Linked DNA regions of Hordeum vulgare: regions 2 and 3 are each linked to region 1. A link is a contact called in public Hi-C data. All regions are on one chromosome and are shown on one strand. The core of a region is the stretch at or near the end of the contact, and the rest is flanking DNA. Distances in the headings are between cores, read along the strand shown.

Region 1 (4,279 bases), core at 347-2,846:
TGGGAGCCTCCTACTTCGTGTTGTGGAGTTGAACCAAGCTGTTTGTAAGGGCAAGGAGATCGCCTACTTCATGAAGATCTACCGTGAGTGAGGCTAGTCCTGTGTGGACGAAAGCCGTGATGGAATAGACAAGGCCGCTTCTTTGTGGACCCCTTGTGGATGGAGCCCTCCGTGGACTCTCGCAACCGTTATCCTCCGTGGGTTGAAGTCTCCACGAACATGGACGTACGATAACGCCATCTATCGGAACCATGCCAAAAATCGTTGTGTCAACCTTTGCGTTTGATCTCCCTACCTTACCCTCTACTTTACACTTGCATGTTTTACTTTTCGCTCACATCTATCGGAACCATGCCAAAAATCGTTGTGTCAACCTTTGCGTTTGATCTCCCTACCTTACCCTCTATTTTACACTTGCATGTTTTACTTTTCGCTGCTATACTCATAGATGTGCATGTGTAGGGGGTACTTGACTAGTCATAATTGCTAAAATTGGCCCACGACTAAACTGAGAAAATGCTAAGTTTTTATCTTGTCAAGTAGTCTAATCACCTCCTCCCTTTAGACATACTTTCGATACTACAATTTGAGTGGATATGATACCACAATCATGTATTTTTTTCATGTTTCCGTGTTTTTAGAATAGAATCATACAAAATGAATACCTCCGATATTTTTAAAAGAGTTTATTTTAGGGATAGCTTTGTAGATATCCTAACCAAACAAACATGATGCAAACAAAAACCTATGAAATTCGAGTGGATATGATACCACAATCATGTATTTTTCTTGTTTCCGTGTTTTCAGAATCATATAAATTGAATACGCCCATCTTTTTACAAGCCTCAGTTCCCATCAAATTTGTATGAAATACTCTGACCCAAACCGATGTTGGAGCTTATAAATGAAGATAAAGGGACCAAAGAAGACAAACGGTGCAAATTGTTCATAAGAAAGGCCCAATTGTAGCAATGTAGGCATTTTCCTTTTTTGGTAAAATGCAAGGAAATGACATAATTATATGCATGCACAAATGTATAAGCTTTCAAACGCTACACAACTATGATTTTCACAAAAAAAGTGAGTTTAGTTTTACAAAAAATTCATCACCAACTGAACTCACCGAAATCAAGTTAATTTCAATGATTTCGGTTTGCATTTCAGTCAAAGGGCCAAAATATTCAATTGAATTCAATTAAATATTTGATTTTTTTGCAGAACATTTGAATTCATGTGTACTACGGAAATTGCTGATAATATTTTAACCGGTGCCTAAATATTTAAGTGTCTATTGAAATTACCGAAATTCATTGAATTTCATTGAAATCGCACTGAGAGTGAAAAACATAGTCTAGAACATAATAAGAGGGAAAAAGTTTCCACTTCTTCTAGTCTATCTAGACATACAAAGACTATTGCCTACTGTAAATTGCAGGAGGGGGCAAAGCCGGGACAACCCAATCATGACCATCCGTTGCGAATCGAATGTCTGACATGTCCCTTATACCATATTCAATCAAGATAGCTGCAGCTGTGCCCGAGCCCATACAAATCCATCACGGGAAACCTCACTACTCCACACCGGAATCCCGAGTTTCTCAACAGCGACGCCGCGACGGCGACCAACAGCGACAAACGCGGGGAGCCGGGAGCCGGAGAAAAGACAAGACGAAGGAGCCCGGAGGCGCCGACTCGGGAGCACACCAAAAACGGAGACGCGCCGCCAAATAATTTAACAGCGCGCCGCGCAGCATCCATCAAGAACACGATACCTTTTCCCCCCTCCCCCGGTCCACCGCCCACCCCTCGCTCGCTTCCTTCCCATTTCGCTCCGTGTGTCGTTGACGAGATCTCGCGTCCATGTGGCCGGGGTTGTTTTCCTTTGACTTAATCCAACCAAGAAGAGGACTTGGAGCCGTGTGAGGCCACTATATTGGCGGTCTGCTGGTTGCTCCCACCATTTGGTTTTCCTCCTCTTCTTGCCATTTCTCGTCTGCTTGCTTGCTTCTTCTTCTTGCCCCCCATCCCCTGTCTGTCCCGGAGCGTGCAGAACCTGATCTGGTTCTCCTCGTGTGTCCGTCCACATCCAGGGGGGGTCCTGGATTTGGAGGCGGAGATTGGTACCTGGAAAGCGGTTGATGTGCCTGTCGGCCTTGTTGTTTTGCCGGGATTGGTAACTGGCGGGCGGGCGAGAAAGGAGTGATGGGAGCTTGATTTGCCACTTTGATCTTGGGATTGGTTGTTGGGGGGGCGGCGGCGGTTGGCCCGTTTCTTGGTTCTTCTGGGGCGGAGTTTGTTTGGGATCGGGAGCGGAGCAAGCCATTTCCGGGCGGTTCTTGTCGGGGGGATTCGCGCCGACTGAAGCAAGTTCGTCGGGAAGATGCGGCTGACTGTGCGTGTGATCGGGGCGCGCAACCTGCGCGCCATGGATTTCAACGGGTTCAGCGACCCGTATGTGAAACTGCAGGTTGGGAAGCAGCGGTTCAAGACCAAGGTGGTCAAGATGAACCTGAACCCGGAGTGGGATCAGGAGTTCAGCTTCGTCGCCGCCGATGTCCGGGAGGTGCTCAAGTTAGATGTCTACGATGAAGACATGATCGGGACTGATGACTTCCTGGGCCAGGTGAGGGTGACACTGGAGGATCTTCTGGCCGTGGAGAACTTCTCGCTCGGTACGCGCTGGTACCAGCTTCTTCCCAAGACCAAGAGTGACAAGGCAGTTGATTGTGGTAATTGTTTCAACTTTCAGGTTTTCTCTAGTCATTTGCTCATGGACGTTTGCTATGTTAAGTAATGTTAGCATTTTTTTGTCCTTTTGCATATGGATTCAGTATTTGACTTTGTGAAATTACACCATGTATTCATTTATCTATTGCTAACTGTAAGATCTACAAGGGCATGAATTCTACTTGCTATGTAATTGTGTGAAATATGCTTGTCACTTTGCTGTTATTTATTATTTAGTTGCACTTTGCAGGGGAGATTTGTCTTGCAATATCTTTAGAAACAGCTGGGGCCACACGATCATGGTCAGATGATCTTGCAACTGAACTAACTGGTACACGGAAAGAGTATTCATTGGCATCAAGTCAAAGTGCAGGATCATCATCGGCTGCATTAGCTTATGAAGAAAATGAAGCTTCTAAAGAAGATAATGTTAATGAGTATTTTTCTGATGGAACTGAAGTCCCTGAAGAGGACAAATGTGGCGAAGTGAGAGCTCCAGAGGACAGGTTTAATGGGATTCCTACTGAAATTTCTAATGAAGCCGAAACTTCTAAAACAGAAAAGCTTGACAAGCCCTCGCTTGTTGATCGTGTCTATCAAATGTTTGCCAAGAAAAATGATGATATTTCGTCAACATCATTGAGAAAGACCGAGGCTTCAGAAGAAGTTCAACAAGCAACAGCAGTATTTGAGGCTCCTTTAAGCCAAAATAGTGACATTTGTTCAGATGTTACATTTGATGAACTACTGGGGTCTTTTGAATCAAGGCACGAAGAAGTCGAAATGCCTGTGAATTTACAAGGAATTCTTGTTAATCAGTCATATTTTACGTCGCCCAGTGATTTGAATAACCTTCTCTTCTCACCAGATTCAGATTTCCGGCAAACATTGGTTCAGCTTCAGAATTGTACTGATTTCAAAACTGAACCGTGGAGAATTGATAATGATGGAGAGTCCCTGAAGAGAGTGATAAGTTACACAACTGCACCATCCAAATTGGTTAAAGCTGTAAAGGCAACAGAGGAACAATCTTATTTGAAGGCTAATGGAAAAGAGTATTCAGTTTTGTTGAGTGCTAGCACTCCTGATGTTCCTTGTGGTACTTATTTTCGGACAGAGGTTCTTTTCCGTATTATGCCAGGCCCTGAACTTGATTCTGAGCAACAGACTTCACATTTGGTAATTTCTTGGCGCATGAATTTTCTTCAGAGTACTATGATGAAAAGTCTTATAGAAAATGGAGCAAGACAAGGCTTGGAGCAAAATTATTCACAGTTCTCTGATCTACTGTCAGAGAAGATCAAGCCCATTGATGTAGACGATGCTGGATCAGATAAAGAGCAGGTCTTAGCTTCATTGCAAGGGGGGCAGGAGTCTGATTGGAAGATAGCATTCCTATACTTCTGCAACTTTGGTGTCTTGTCCTCTCTTTTTGTTGCCTTGTACATTGGTGTTCATGTTTCACTAGTGAATTCAGGTGCAGTTCAGGGACTTGAGTTTCCTGGATTAGATTTGCCAGATTCTCTCAGTGAGATTGTTATGGGTGGGCTAT
Region 2 (4,338 bases), core at 1,743-4,242, 150 kb before region 1:
ATCAGGGCGCATAGATCAAGGCCTGGTGGGCCGTTGGGCCCACGCGGTGAGAGATCAACCTAACAAGTAGCAAATAAGAATGTCATGTGGTTACATTTTAGGAGGCATGTAATGCATCCACCGAAGTATTCAGATGTTGATGTTGCTGATTTCTTACAAGAAAATGTCCACAGAATGTCATGGGACCATAGATGTTGCATCTAATTTTTCCATTACTTCTTAGTATTTGTCGAGTTGTTAAATGAATTGTCAGATATTTTGTGGCCATGAAGCGTGTTTTGCTGCTGGGCATACAGCTCAATTTGTGTAAAATCATCATGAGTTCCAACACTGTCATGTGAAACAGCTATTCATCTTCTCAATCTGGAGGGCTTCCAAATGATGCTGCTAATCAAGACCTTAGTCTTGGATATTCACCAGAAGAGATTGAGCGACTAAGAGTCCAAGATGTTGGAGAAGGAGAAGTGAAAATTAGGTTATTTCCTTCTCTCTCTGATGTTGTTTCGATGTGTAACGTTTTAGAAAAGGTCTACTGATACTATCGATGTATCATAGTCTATTGCAGACTCTACGAGGGAAGAGTGGTGCAAGGTCCATTGAAGGGCACACAAACTGTATTTAAGGTATAGCTTGTATTTCTCAATCCACGATGTTAGTTACACACAGTCCTGTAATGCTTATCCATGCATTTTTATAAATTGTACATGCTCATAGTATTTCAGTTGTATGATATGGCACATGATAGTTCCCTTTGATTCAAGTGTGCCTTGAAAAGATTATTTGGGTGTAGGACCAATAGTTCCAAGTTTATTTTTTGGAACCGTGTTCTTCTTTCACTACAATTTTTCAGCCATTCAATTTTGTTGGTTTATCTGATGGTGTTAGTTATTACCTTTCCCAGACATATGAGTTCATTCATGATCTTATATGTGCTAAGACATAGGTTTATGCTACAAGGTATACCCTGGAGCAATGGCTGGTGCTTCTGAAGCTAATTTGATGGCATTGAATGAGCTGAGGACTCATGCTTTTCTTCAGGTTAGGAAAATAGTGAGATTTTAACAGAGATTGAACTTGCCGATCTGGATGAATATGTCAAACATGAAATTTCCAAAAAATAATTTGTTTTCCTTTTCTTCCACTTTCAGAGTGATGCGAGGGATATCTGTGAGAACATTCAGTTCCTGTTAGGAGCCTTTGAGACAGCTACTGGAGAGCAGGTCTATCACCACATAACTTCATCACTTCATAGACGATCCTGTAATGCTTTTAGACTGATGTAATTTTTCTACAGTGGCTTGCCTTCCGCGATGATGGAAGATACAGTGCTGCAGACTATGCAAAAATAACAAGCGAAAGGCAGTTGAAGGAACGACCTAATTTCTGGAATCCCTATGATCGTGCATACAAATTGGAACTGAAGAGATATTTTGTCCTTAGGCTACTTAATGGAGCTATGTGTGGCCTTGTCCACATGCACAATCATGATAGACTGCACCAAAGCCTTGGCCCCTCTTCTGTTGTACTCAAGTATTATGCATTTTCCTTGTTTACTGCCCATTCTACAGCTTATGGCTCAATTTCAGTTCTGTTACTACTTATTAGTGTAACTTCCTCTTATTTAGCACTGTTGCAGAGAAAAATGGATACTATTTACTTCCACAGCTCCGTGATTTGGCATTTTCTGTAGATATCGGGTATAGCTCCATCCTTGCTGCATTTTCTTTTACCAATGAGAAAGCGCTTTAGAGAATAGATATACTTTTATAATGACAGGTATTCGTCTATGGGGGTTGGAGCGTTGTCAGACGGTCTTTGGCGTCGAGCATCTGCTGCTGGAGCATCAACTCCTTTGGAGAAGCGAGCTTTTGGAGTAGCTGATGACATGCAAGTATTTCCTTTTCTTTTCGAGTGACAAAATGCAAGTCTCTCACATATACCTGTGATTGAAAAAAACAGATATGGAGCTGGGTTGCTTATTGCATACATGGCATTTATTCCGTTTTGCGAAGCAGGCATCATGGATGGCATTTCCTTGCAGGTTCTTGATTTTAATTTAGATTTAAGTTCATAAGTGAAATTCCTGCAAGGAAATTTTATGGGAAAAATATTATTTTCCTTTATACACTTTGATATCTAAAAAAGTACTTATTTATTCTGCAGAGGCTCTTGGAGAACACTTTTCGTCTGGACATTTATGCTGCAAGAGAGTATGAACCGCTAGAACAAAACATCTACATAGTTTAAAGTTTAAACATTCCAATGTTTGAATAATTTTGCTTTGAAATTCATTTGATAAAATCTGCTCTCGCTTATTTTTTTACCTGATCGTTACTTGTGATTTGTGATATTCAGAATCAATACGCATGCTTATCTATGTTTACGAATTCACATAGGTATTGTCTGGAAGATGATAAATTATCGGAAGCTGTAAAATTTCTAGATTTAGGTGATGGTGCCGGCTGGGAGTTGCTGCAGGTTTGCCTCTACGATTATAGTTAATTTTTATCTGTTTACAGACCTTCTGCTGCTGCAGATGATACTTATGCATGCTTACTAGTAACTGTGGACTCAGTGAATCTACTTCCGATTCCTTCATCTTTAACAAAGTGTTCTTACACTGATTTATTTTCTGTAGGCAATGCTTAATCCAGATTACCGTAAACGACCAATTGCCGAGGCTGTACTGAACCATAGATTTATTACAGGGGCTCTATTATAGAAGTAGTCATTAACTAGATGCGCTTATAAATTTGTACAATAGATTGTAGAGGCAGGTCCCATTGTGTGAAAGAAATGTTCAAATCTAAAGACATGTTCTGATCAGGTGCTTAAATAGTGTACCTAAACTAGAGGAACAATGTAAATATATGCATGAACATCATTTTCGGCAATACTGCTAGACATGTTTTTGAGTTATCAGACTTGGAACATTTTCTGGGCATAGAGGTATTTCAGAGAGGCTGTGAGGATAAGGTGAGGAGGAGGTGGGCTAGGTCACGGGAGAAGGTGGGCCGCAGGAGCAGTTGGGTGGCCCAATTAGAGAAAGAAAAGGTCTACCCTTTCTATTACCTTTAACAGATTTTTTTTAGAAAGAGAGCTTTGGAAGAAGAAGAAATGGCTAGAGAGGCTGAATGATGCTGAAACTTATTATGCGAGGTCCATGATTTCTAACTAGCCCCAAAAAATAAGTTTCAGCAAATTTGGGAGAGTTTGAATTCAAACTTATTTGAATTTGATTCAAAAAGGTATTAATAAGTAGTAGCCAGGATTATCCAAAAATCATGATAATTTTAGTGGGGCTTGGTTATGTGACAAAAGATTTTTGGACAAAGATTGGGGATCATGCTTGAAGTAGAAAATAAATGCAAATTTTTAAAAGCTTTGTAAGGGAAAACGTAAAACACTTAACTAAAATATAAAGAAGGCTCCAATGATTTTCTGAAAATGTTCATAGTTTTTAATTTGGTGTGCGATATTAATGGCATGATGAAATGCAAATCTTCAAATCTATGCCTAGTAATAAAGGCATTAGCGGGTTTTCCCGTCCGTTGATAATTTTATAGAGAAACCCCCCTGTATTTTTGAAAATTAACTAGTAGTCCATTGTTAAGTCACTGGAAAAATGAATCTTTTTTTTCTTTTTATGAAAACCCCTGACTTTGTAGCTAATTAACCCACAGTCCACCTTTAAGTCACAGAGATAGCTAATTAACCCACAGTCCACCTTTCAATCACAGAGATAGCTAATTAACCCACAGTCCACCTTTAAGTCACAGAGAAACGAATCGTCTTTGGCATTTTATACGCACCGTCCACTATCTTGATTAATCAACCCGCGGTCCATTTAGAATAAATGTTTTCTATAATAATTATATCTTTTAAACCCTAGTCTTAATTTTAACATGTTATATATGAATTTTTATTAATAAAATATGTAAAATATGAACATAATGTTATTTTACCTATTAATCATTTTTAAAATACTATTTAGAGTGCAAACTTAATCAATAGCACACGATCCGTCAGTCTTTCATAATAGCGTTGATCCAGGATTTTTTTAAACAAATACCTCATCAAAACCAAATTGAAGACAAAACAACCATCCATTCATAACCACGCATGCACGCCTTGACAAAACCTACAACAGAGAAAGAGACCTTAGAATTGACCACCTTTAAACACGTTATGACTGTGTGAGCATTGAGGCCACATGCAAATGAATCACTCAGCCAAACCCGAACGGAGACCAAAGAAAGCATTGATAAAGAGGTTCCTTAGGATTGAACACATTCAAACGTGTTGTGGTTGAGTCACCATCGAGGCCACTGTCGATGA
Region 3 (5,005 bases), core at 1,202-3,701, 160 kb after region 1:
CCGAACGGCGTTGTCAAGCGGAGGAATCAGGCGATGTCTCGAATGGCACGCTGCATGCTAAACGAAAAACATGTGCCGAGCATGTATTGGGGGGAGGCCGTGCTCCTTTACGAGGAGTGTCCATGGCAAGACGCACTACGAGGCGTGGTATGGGAGGAAGCCCGACGTACGCTTCCTTTGCACCCTTGGCTGCGTCGGGCACGTCAAGACGGCGCGTCCACAACTGAAGAAGCTTGATGACAGGAGGACCCCAATGGTGTTCATGGGTGCTATGAAATGGGCTCCAAGGCGTATAAGATGTACGACCCCGTCTCGAAGCGGCTCCAAGGCATACATTTTGAGGGCTATGTATGGTTTGAGTAATATGTATGTGCTCAAGACATTTAATACAGCAACGACAACAAAGCCTTTAGCCCCAAGCAAGTTGGGGTAGGCTAGAGCTGAAACCCATAAGATCTTGCAACCAACTCATTGTTCTGGCACATGGATAGCAAGCTTCCACGCACCCTTGTCCATGGCTAGTTCTTTGGTGATACTCCAGTCCTTCAGATCTCTTTTTATGGACTCCCCCCGTGTAAGTTCGGTCTACCCTGACCTCTCTTGACATTATCAACACGCTTTAGCCGTCCTGCACTTTTGGAGGCCTGTGTTGAATATTGCCCAAACCGTCTCAGGCGATGTTGGACAAGCTTCGTTTCCATCGGTGCTACTCCAACTCTTTCTCGTATATCATCATTCTAGACCCGGTGCTTCCTTATGTGGCCACACATTCATCTCAAACATGCGCATCTGTGCTGCACCTAACTGTCGAACATGTCGCCTTTTAGTCGATCAACACTCAGCGCCATACAACATTCTGGGTCGAATCGCCATCCTATAGAACCTTCCTTGTATCTTTTGTGGCAATCTTGTCACAGAGAACGCCAGAAGCTTGACGCCACTTCATCCATCCGACTTTAATTCGATGGTTCACATCTTCATCGATCCCCATCCTTTTGCAACATTGATCCCAAATATCGGAAGGTGTCCTTCTGAGGCACCACCTGCCTATCAAGGTTAAACTTCCACCTTGTGCCCAGTAGTACTGAAACCGTATCTCATGTACTCGATTTTAGTTCTACTAAGCCTAAAACCTTTCGGTTCCAAGGTTTGTCTCCATAGCTCTAACTTCCTATTAACCCTCGCCCGACTATCATCGACTAGCACCACATCATCCGCAAAGAGCATACTATGGGACATCTCCTTGTATATCCCTTGTGACCTCATCCATCACCAAAGCAAAAAAGATAAAGGCTCAAAGCTGACGCTTGGTGCAGTCCTATTTTAGTCGGAAAGTCATCAGTGTCTCCATCACTTGTTCAAACACTTGTCACAACATTATCGAAAATGATCACACTATGGGATCTCAGTTTTGTGGGGATTAATACTTATGTCTTGATCCCTGCAACTTTAATATGGATGTTTAGCTAATAATATGCATCTTTGAGTATTCAGTTTCAGAGAGGTATTTTTCTTCAATAGACCACATATTCTTGTTTTTGTTCGATGCCTGGTTTATTAGCATCAGTCAAATATAAATTGTTGTAAAACGATGAAATTGACTCGTGACATAAACAACCCTTGGACATCAAATCCAGTGCGGAAGATTTATTTTTAGTGTGCAGACGTTTTCTGTTGTCAAATTATCTCGCGGTTTAGTAGCAATCATCGTGCCTGTTTGTAAAATGACTGTGTACTAATAACGCATGGCAATCTTGTGCAGGGAGATTGTAACTTCATTTGTTGTTGACTTCAGGGCTTTCCTAAAGATGTTGGTTGGCAAGTTCTGGAGCAAAGAGGAAAAGAGTATCCCGAGATGGTCCCGTTGTAAGGAATCAACCACTCTATTGACCTCACCGAATAATAGTAGTAACAGTAAAAGGATCATTGGTGGTGAAGATTCAAGATGTCATGTGTAATTTTAGGTGTGACGATATTATTGTTTTTGTGGAAACACGAGTCTCTTGCAATGTTGTTGTACCCTTCCTGATACATTAACAAACCAGGTATATAATTTCTCAGATAGCCATAGCCATGTCTTGTAAAGAGAGGACAATAAAATGGAGAAAATAAATGTCACCTGCTAGCTTGTTGGAACACTGGATGGTCATATTCATGTACGTTTACAATCATGCAATGTTGAGGCACATCGGCTCTGGCTTTCATATTTTATCTGAAAGATGAATATCATACCCTTCTTTTTCAAAAAAGAAAGATTCCAGTATTAGTGGTAGTATTTTACATGTGCACAGAATTATATATATATGTATTTTTTGCTGGGGAAAAAGGTCTTAGTAAGAATTGTCTTCTTGGTATAGTAGTAAGTTGATGTTCTTGTCAGCAAAAAGCTGTACCATTGGATTTGTATTCGAAAGATTTTTCTAGTGGTGACTTCCAATTCAACTTATTTATATGTTATTGTTCTAATTTATGGCAGAAGTTAAATCTCATAAAAGGTGACCTTATAAACTGGAACAGAAGGAGTGTTGAATGACGCAGGGAAAATAACTGAAAATAGCCATTAAACGTGTAACTGATGGCAATGTGGTACAGTATCTCTGTAAGTAACTCGTGCAGTAAACATCTTCTACTTTTTTTTTTGTTACAAAGTAAACATCTTCTACTGTCTGCTGCAGAATTGATTCGACGATTTTTGCCATCTTCCGTGCGAATGCAACACGGAGGCGTTCGCCAGGATTGGGCCTGTGGCGGACGTTCGCCAGATAACATTTCCCAGGTTCAAACGAATCCAGCAACAGAGGTGGCTTGGTGATCCATACAGGTGAGCGCTGCAGCCCAGACACCAGAGTCGAAACCGAACCCAAAACTAGCGTCCAAAACCAAGGTGCGCCGCGCAGCGGAAAGCTTTTCGCCAAAAACAAAAGCGAAATTTCTCTGCACCCAGGCGGCCAGGCCTCATCAACGGACTGGATAAAGAGAAACCCCCACGCGCTGCGCGCGGCCACGACGCGGAAACCAGGCCAGAAACCCCCCCGAGTCTGGCGATCTGTTGGTCACGCCGGCCATTCCTGCTCGCCTCCACGCCACGCGGTGACGGCTAGCCGCCCTCGGATAAGCCATTAAAGCCGCCGCCGCCGCGCCTCGGTTCCGACGACGCCTACTTCGATTTCCTTCCGAGGAAAACCCTCTTCCGATCGCCGGGGGCGCCATGCGCACCAAGCACCTGATACCCAACCACGCCGCGGGTCTCACCTACGCGAACGCCTACGCCGCCGCCCCTCGCGAGAGCCACGGCGATGGCGGCGGCGCCGTCGACCCGTTCGAGGCCTTCCCCGACGCGGTCCTCGGGCTGATCGTCTCCAAGCTGCCCTTCAGGTCCGCCGTCGCTGCGTCCGCCATCTCGCGCCGGTGGCGCGGCGCGGTGGCCGCCGCGCCGGAGCTCGACCTCGACTTCGCCGCGGCGTTCCCCGCCGCGCCCCGCCGCAGGACGGCATTCGCGGCCGCCGCCACCGCCGCGCTCGCGGGCTCGCGGCAACGCCCGCTCCGCCGCCTCCGCCTCGCGCTCGACGGCTTCTTCGACCAGGTCTTCGCCGCCTCCGCGGCCAGCCACGTCGCCTCCTGGCTCGACGCCGCCGCGGCGCGAGGCGTCGAGCAGTTGGAGCTCCACCTCCCGCGCTCCCGCCTCGCCGTGCTCCCTCCCTCCCTCCTCGCCTGCACCGACCTCACGTCGCTCACCCTTCGCCTCGACCACAACGCCCTTCCGCTCCCTTCTCTCTGCCCCCTCACCCACCTATCCCGCCTGCACCTCGCCTCCATTTCGCTCGTTGGCTGCGGCGACTTCTTCGAAGACCTCTGTTCTCACTGCACGCAGCTCAGCTGCCTGAGCCTTGAACAGTGCCATATCGGTGCACTCCGACTAGCCGGCACACCGCGGCTTCGCTCGCTTGACATCGCCAGCTGTTCTTGGACGCAGCAGTCGTCTGTTGCCATTGCTGAGATGCCGGCGTTGCGCACTCTCCGCTACTCGGGTGCGATGGCAAACAGGCACATGATCAATGACGCCGATTCCTTGGACGAGGTCGTTCTCACCATTGAGCCACAAGTTAAGCTCCTGGAGCCTAATCTCAGAGAGCTGCTTGTGTTGGTTGGAAACGTACGGAGCCTAGTGCTTTCGCCCTGGTGCATTGAGGTATATTATATATAAGTTCTTCATCTTGTGAAGTAATTGATGTTTCAGGAATCTAACCATCTAGATGTGAATAATTTGAAGCAATTTGCGCATCCTGAGGAATGGTCGAAGGTGAGGCTAGATAAGGTGAGACGGCTGGCATGCATAATAGAGAGGAGGGAAGAAGGTGCTTTGTCCATTGCACCATTGCTTACGAGTTGCCCCAATGTGCAACAACTTTCTGTGTCGGTCGTGGTGAGATACACATCCTCGAGTTCTTCTACTCTTGTGGTAACTCTACTGCAATGAAATGATGTTAATGCCAATGACGTGATTGCTTCTTGTTGCAGCCATCGCAGTCCAAGCGAAGACGGTGCAGTGACACTGGAGTTCAGTATGGTGTTATAGGTAGTAGAAGGATGATTGTCAGGAATCTCATGGAAATTAGGATGGAGTACATTGATGAGAGCAAGAGTGGGTTGGATCTGGTTAAGCTTCTGCTCAAGAATGCGCAGATGTTGGAGATGATGACAATTGTGCCTTCCATGGATGGCCTTGATCAGGCCAAGTTCAGGCGCAGGGTTTTGAAGTTCAGGAAAGCTTCCAGGAATGTCAACATCCAGTTTTCTGCCACTACATGATGGAATGCCTGTGTGTTAATCGGTGAAGTTTCATGTTTCAGTCCTTCAAGGAAGAAGTGTCTTGCCTGTCATCAGTCAGGCTCTTCCAGTTTTGTTCGGGGTACTTTAAGATCTAACTTGTCACAGAGATGCTAACTGTCATTTCAATTCATTGCCGAGCCTCATTTAGCTTGATTGTCCTATAAGTTGGAAATTT

Evidence for each region. Hi-C and Micro-C count contacts between places; a contact is called where the count stands out from the background.
Region 2: a contact with region 1 is called in a Hi-C map of seedling, with 4 times the contacts expected there. The contact joins the enhancer-like site here to the promoter of LOC123402465 in region 1. A contact is called at or near these places in 3 of 6 Hi-C or Micro-C datasets (leaf and seedling) and 1 of 1 datasets of contacts at active chromatin or transcription factors (embryo).
Region 3: a contact with region 1 is called in a Hi-C map of leaf, with 3 times the contacts expected there. The contact joins the promoter of LOC123406200 here to the promoter of LOC123402465 in region 1. A contact is called at or near these places in 2 of 6 Hi-C or Micro-C datasets (both in leaf) and 1 of 1 datasets of contacts at active chromatin or transcription factors (embryo).

What each region holds. Positions count from the first base shown.
Region 1 is chr6H:453,385,330-453,389,608 of MorexV3_pseudomolecules_assembly, reverse strand. It overlaps LOC123402465 (C2 and GRAM domain-containing protein At1g03370-like), which reads left to right and starts at 1,596. Exons shown (of 9, transcript XM_045096390.1): 1 at 1,596-2,729; 2 at 2,978-4,279. The coding sequence starts at 2,381.
Region 2 is chr6H:453,540,210-453,544,547 of MorexV3_pseudomolecules_assembly, reverse strand. It overlaps LOC123403490, which reads left to right. Exons shown (of 12, transcript XM_045097422.1): 2 at 347-475; 3 at 566-623; 4 at 958-1,038; 5 at 1,149-1,220; 6 at 1,295-1,530; 7 at 1,626-1,697; 8 at 1,777-1,887; 9 at 1,960-2,041; 10 at 2,164-2,210; 11 at 2,397-2,478; 12 at 2,639-2,894. The coding sequence ends at 2,722. Among protein-coding and RNA genes, the nearest start is that of LOC123403490, 9.7 kb to the left of the region's middle. Within about 2 kb of position 2,992, at least 2 of the 3 cell types and tissues checked have open chromatin away from gene starts, as enhancers often do. A contact at or near this core is called in seedling, where this site is marked.
Region 3 is chr6H:453,222,473-453,227,477 of MorexV3_pseudomolecules_assembly, reverse strand. It overlaps LOC123406200 (F-box/LRR-repeat protein At1g06630-like), which reads left to right and starts at 2,451. Exons shown (of 4, transcript XM_045099674.1): 1 at 2,451-2,599; 2 at 2,676-4,189; 3 at 4,271-4,423; 4 at 4,519-5,005. The coding sequence starts at 3,209. The coding sequence ends at 4,809. LOC123406201 (histone acetyltransferase MCC1-like) reads left to right here. Exons shown (of 6, transcript XM_045099676.1): 6 at 1,796-2,136. The coding sequence ends at 1,958.